Linked DNA regions of Mus musculus: region 1 is linked to region 2. The links are chromatin contacts, called in public promoter capture Hi-C maps. All regions are on one chromosome and are shown on one strand. The core of a region is the stretch at or near the end of the contact, and the rest is flanking DNA. Distances in the headings are between cores, read along the strand shown.

Region 1 (3,097 bases), core at 25-2,524, 3.5 Mb after region 2:
AACGTTTCATAACAGAATGCTTGCTTTTATTCTTCTAACAAAACATTTAAAAATCTTACTCATTCAAAGCAGAGCAGAGGAAACATTTTTCTTAAAAATGTTTTGAAAAGCCATTAGGCAATCTCAGAAACAAATATAGCGGGAGGGAGAAAGAAAGAAAGAAAGAAAGAAAGCAAGCAAGCAGGTAGGCAGGCAGGCAATGAAATGTGTACATTTAAAAATTTCTAATTTCAAAAACTGGCAACCCAAGAGAGACCTCACGTCTCTGCCATCCACACAAGGTTCACGGTATACAATGGTAAGATAATTAATCAGACGGACAGGGACCAAACACACAATAACCCCCGACAAAACCAGCGAGTTAAAAGAGGGTGGCCTGGTGTCCCAAACTCCTAAATGTACGCTGGAGAAAACAAAAGGTGATGCAGGGCACGCCTTCTTTCTTCCTCCCCTCCGTCCTCACACCGGTCCCTACACGCGCTCTACCGACACACTGTACTTTAACCCTGCTTTCCTCCACCCGCTCTTCTCTACTGCGGTCTCAGGGGTCCCTCCAAGGGGCAGCCAAGGCCTTCTCATCCCTGAGGTCGCGCGTCCTCCGTGGGCGAGCAACGTGGAGAGAGCACGGCCGCCTTCATGTCAAGGATAAGTCGCTCGGCTGGCCGCCGGCCAGGAGCAGGGTGCCTATTCGCATGGCCTAGAGCCAGACCGACTACCCCCAAAAACCACTGCCGAGGACGAAAGCCACCGGGGCCCCAAGTAGGCCACCGCCCTCCACTCGCAATTTCCTTCCCACAACGAAGTCCCAGGTACAAAGCGGTGGCGTCATCACTGCGCGCCGCGCCCCTGACAGCCCCCACCCGCCCCCCGCCCGTTAGCACCGCCGTCCCCCCGGGCTCCCCGCCTCCGCCAGTTCCGTCCCACACAGCCACGCTTAGGCGGGCGCCATCGCGCGCGCCAATCTCGGGCTCCCCACTCCCAGCCCCTTTTCCCAAGGCGCCCCAGCACGCCCGGGCCCCCGCCGGATCTACTTGGGTCTCTGAGCTCGCGCTCCTCCTCCTCCTCCTCGCCATAGAGCTAGCACCCGGCGGCGGCGGTGGCGGTGGCGGTACCGGCGGCGGCGGCGGGAGCCCCATAGACGCCTCTCGCCCTGCGAAAGGGGGAAAGGGGAGCTGGAGCGGCGCTCGGCCCAGCGCGGCGACGTCGCTCCTCGCACGTCCCGCCGAGGGCGCGGCCTGATGACGCCGGGCGCCGGGTGGGCGGGGCCCTCCCTCAGGAGGCGGGGCGGGCAGGTGACGAACGCCCCGGCGTTGGAGCAGCTGAGCCGGCAAGGCGACCAGGCCTAGCTAACTGACCCCGGGGTGGTGGTGGCCCGGAGCACACCGGGGTTCCGTCCAGCCGACGAGTCGCCCTTCTCCAGCCGCCCGCAGTGGTAGCTCGGACCCCCGGGGCCAGGGACTCACGAGCGCGGCGTGTGGGAGACGGCGCGGCCCCTGGGCACCCCGTCCGGGCCGTGCTCGATCGCCCGGGAAGCACTGGGCTAAGCGAGGAGCAGCAGGCCAGAACCTTGTAGGGCCTCGGGCCCGGGGACCCGAGGAGGATGAGCTGGCTCTTTCCCCTGGCGAAGAGCGCGTCATCCTCCGCGGCTGGGTCCCCTGCCGGCCTCACCAGTCTCCAGCAGCAGAAGCAGCGGCTGATCGAGTCACTCCGGAACTCCCATTCCAGGTGACGACTGGTGGCTTCGGCCCAGGGTAAAGTAGGACGGGAGGGCGGGCTGCTTGCAAACACACCGTGTGCGAATCCGTAGGCCGCTCCATCAGCTGCCTCCTGTTGATGGGTCTTCCAGTGGGGTTAAGCGCTTGCTTCCCTAGTTTGTGTCCCTGGTGCCCCACCGCTGTTCAGCTCCTCTCTTGACTTGGCTCATCTCCACTGACAAACGGAGTCATCTCTCTTTAATCTGTATACAGCACCCCTAGCTCACACGCTAATTTTCCTTTTGATCTACCTGATTGTAGCATTGCCTTCGAATTGTTAACATGCTAAGAGACAGTTGGAAAGATAATTCCCAACAGTTTTATGAACTGAAAATTTAAACTGTTGCAACGTCAAAGAAAAGGGAAGCCAGTGTTTTTAGTTAACTCTGTCCTGGTGACAATCCTTTTGAGTCTGTAATTAAAGCTCACCCTGTTCCAATAACCTCTTTCTGTCTTGTAATTGTTAGAGTCTTTAGACTTCTCACTTTCTTCTATTTGGCTCCACACTTAGGACTTGCCAGACAACCATCTGCATTATCTGTTGTCTTTTGAGTTTGCTTGTTGTATTGTAGTCAAACTAGAAATACAGGAAATCAGATTATTTCGACTTTTTTTCTTAAATATAAAATTGTTTGCTGCAGTCTTTTTTTTAAATTAGATATGTCCGTGGCTGCTACAGGCTTTCAAATATTAGAGCTGCTTTGCGATATATGGATTTTACAATTAACTAACAGCTTCACAGCACATTTTATAAAGCATATTAGAGATCAACATGATTAAACTCTAGACTTTCAAAAACCTTGTCACATTATACACATTATAATATGTTATACAATATAATTATGTATGTATACATACCTACTCACACATCCATGAGATAATAACATCAAGTTATTGAACACACCATCAAGGGCTATTTTTGTGTTACACATCTATTTTCTTCCCAAGCAAGTAAGCTATAACCTAAAAAAACATTGTCTAAAGAAAAATTCACTACAAAATCAGTTTGAATGAGGCCTGTTGCTGACTGAACTGAGTTTCTTGGTTGTCAACTTCATTTTTGGTTGTAGGAAAGTTTCAAAAAGTCATTTACTGTCTTTTTAAGTAGAAAAGAGTAGCTATCCTTTATTGTTGGTTTCACTGTGGAAAATTCAACTCATAAAGTTGTCCCACTTTGTCGGGTGTGATGGCTTTTCCCCACTCATGGTAAGGTCATGATCCATGCCTGCTCTTAAAGCTTTGGGTTGGCTACACGAGAGAACAAAATAGACTTGTGTAAGCCAAATTTTATGTGGTGTGGAGCTTTCATAAACGAAGACCCCGAGTCCCAGGGAAACCTTTTT
Region 2 (2,729 bases), core at 77-2,576:
TTCATATTTTTTGGTCACAGATGAAGCTATTTTTAAAAAACAGATAAACTTACAGTGCTAAAAGATAGAAGTTGGATGAGCCTGGGTATTAGCACATGGACGTTATTAGAGGATGTACTTTAAAGACACATTCCTTGTTGGGGGTGGGGAGAAAAATGAATTATATGGAAATATGAATGGGAGCATGAGGGAGGATTTTGAAACAATTTAGAATAAAAACACGAATCCTGCTGGAAATCCCTTAGATCCACAATTGTCTTTCTGCTTTCTTTAATTTGGCCGAAATGAGGAAGTTGGAAAGTTCTTATCTTTAAAGGAAGGCTGACCAAATTTCTCAGATTATCTTTGAATATTTCAGACCATTGACCTTGGCAAAGTAAGGGAGTGGGTGAGGACACACAAGGATGAGTCGGCAGTGTCGGAAGGGATGCAGGGAAGGAAGACAAAGTGCATTTGAGAGTCCAGTGTGTGTGTGTGTGTGTGTGTGTGTGCGCGCGCGCGCGCGCGCGCTTTAGGGTCATCATCAGGATTTTCAACATGTGCCTTTATATGGCATTTGGGTCTGAGGCAATGTCTTTTAAAAGCCCCGTATTAGAGGGATGTATCATTGGGTAAGGGCTTGAGTTTGAAATTAAATAGGAGGATACTTAGACTTTCTTAAAGTGGAATTACTCATGTCACAAAACCCACTGTCCCTTTGTAAGTGGTATTAAGCACACTAACAGATTTCTTGAGCAGGCTGCATCTTTAGGCTTTATCCTCAGAGACTCAGATATACAGAATGCAGGAAATGCACCCGAACCCTCCGTGTAAAGCATCTTGTAGGTGGTAATAGCCATACAGCACAACATCTAGAGATGAAGGTATGGATCTGGCAGTTGGAAGGGACAGCACCTAACACTGTGGTTTTGAGGAATCTGCGAGGGTTTTCAGGAGCCTTGAGAGACTGTGGAGAGACCTTAGAGAATATTGTGAGTATTTCCATTTTTATTCTAAGGCAAATCTACAAACAGCTTCTCCCTTGGCTCTAAAACAGGTATGTATTACTGGGGACTTCAGATAGCACTTTTTGTGGAAATTTTGCGGCAAGACGCGTTATCTCTTTTGTCAAGTGCCATCTGTCTGTCTCCATGGGACTTACGTATGCTCAACACCTGGTCTGACCTGAAAGGTTTGCGACCTTTTCCCTTGAATTACACACAGCAGCCTGAGGGCTGAATTAAAAGCTGTTGAACGGGCTCCTGCAAGAGACAGGAAAGGGGCGGGATACCGGAGACCACTCACTGCGCATGACCGGCCCGCGTTGCCATGTCAACCAGGAAAGGCATACCCGGAAGAAGAAGCTCGCGGCACTCAACTACACCAAAGATTGTGCCCTGTCGGCTCCTCTTTACTGGTTCCAGACCCATTTTTGACCAGAGCAAAGCAGATGAGGAACTGAGTCCGAGACAATGGGGTGGCCACCTGCTCAGAAGCCGGAGGACTCAAAAGAAGAGCACGGAGGCCCGGCCCAGACGGACGTCTGTGCTACTCAAGTTTCAGAAGAGTTCCCCGGGTCCTGTGCAGATGAGGTACTGAGTTCTGGTTCCATCAGCTTCTCTGGAGAATTACAATCCTATTCACACACCTCTGAGAGCCCAGTCGAGACCAAAACGCCGACTACAAGTTCGGAAGAGCAAGACGAGCAGTCAGAACTTTCACTCTTACAGAAGGATGAAAATAAGCTGAGTGAAATGTGGATCAACCATCTCAAGAGCAAAGAAATTCATTCTGAAAGATCTCAACCCGACCGTAGACTCCCACCAGAAATCCCTAAGGAATCCGCAGAAGAACTGGATGCCCTGCAGTCTTTTTGTACTAAAAAAGTAAACTTGATTCACCAGAGACAGGATTTAAGAGCTAAGAAAAGCAACAGACCCAAAAGGCTGCAGCTCAGATGGATTGCAGAGACCTCAGAGGTAGATGCTTTCAATTGTACGATCCCTGATGAACTGTGGAACAGAATCTATTTGGAAAACACGAGAGCGACTCTGGCGTACATAGGGGCGATTACGCAACACATTTCTTCGCAGTGTCCCAGCTGTAATAGCAAAAGAGCAGAGCTGGCTCAGTCTGACTTCCTGAGACGAAGGAAAACTTTACTGCAGTCACTACTACTCCAAGAGAAAATAGATGAACACCTTCATACCACAGACTTTCTCACCCGTGTTGGAGAAGCACATCAGGGCTTCCCCAGGCTTTCAGATGATCCTAGGATCATCTGGAAGCGACTGACTGAGAAAATGCTGAAGGGAAGCTCCGGCTTTGGGCGGGCATATTCAAAGCAGGTGTAGGAAGACTGTACAAGTCTTTTTAATGATTCTCAACTCACACGTCCAACCAGATAGGAGGTGCTGACTACTAATGATGATATGTACTATGCCCAACCAGGGGATGGTGACTATTGGTGATTAGTGATAACATGTGTTGTGCATACATGTACCTGGTGTGGATTTGAGTAATTACCATCTCATATAGAGGAAATTTAGAAACTAATGTAAGATTTACTTCTGCTTCCTTCACTGAAGTCTAAATCATTAAATCCAATAGATTTTTCACATTATGGAAGACAATTGGAGAAATTGCAAAACTTTTGTAATCTAGGGGAATATATATATATATATATATATATATATATATATATATATATATATGTATGTATATGTGTGTGTGTGTGGTATTCTCTCTAT

Evidence for each region. Promoter capture Hi-C pulls out the DNA fragments that hold promoters and counts their contacts.
Region 1: a contact with region 2 is called in a promoter capture Hi-C map of pre-B cells, with 4 times the contacts expected there. The contact joins the promoter of Vps37a here to the promoter of AI429214 in region 2. A contact is called at or near these places in 3 of 39 promoter capture datasets (hippocampal neurons, maxillary cranial neural crest and pre-B cells).

The regions. Positions count from the first base shown.
Region 1 is chr8:40,510,509-40,513,605 of GRCm38.p6, forward strand. It overlaps Vps37a (vacuolar protein sorting 37A), which reads left to right and starts at 1,275. Exons shown (of 12, transcript NM_033560.3): 1 at 1,275-1,725. The coding sequence starts at 1,601. It overlaps Cnot7 (CCR4-NOT transcription complex, subunit 7), which reads right to left and starts at 1,246. Exons shown (of 7, transcript NM_011135.5): 1 at 1,032-1,246.
Region 2 is chr8:36,992,249-36,994,977 of GRCm38.p6, forward strand. It overlaps AI429214 (expressed sequence AI429214), which reads left to right and starts at 1,327. Exons shown (of 1, transcript NM_001039220.3): 1 at 1,327-2,729. The coding sequence starts at 1,452. The coding sequence ends at 2,333. The region is part of intron 2 of G630064G18Rik (RIKEN cDNA G630064G18 gene); the gene reads right to left.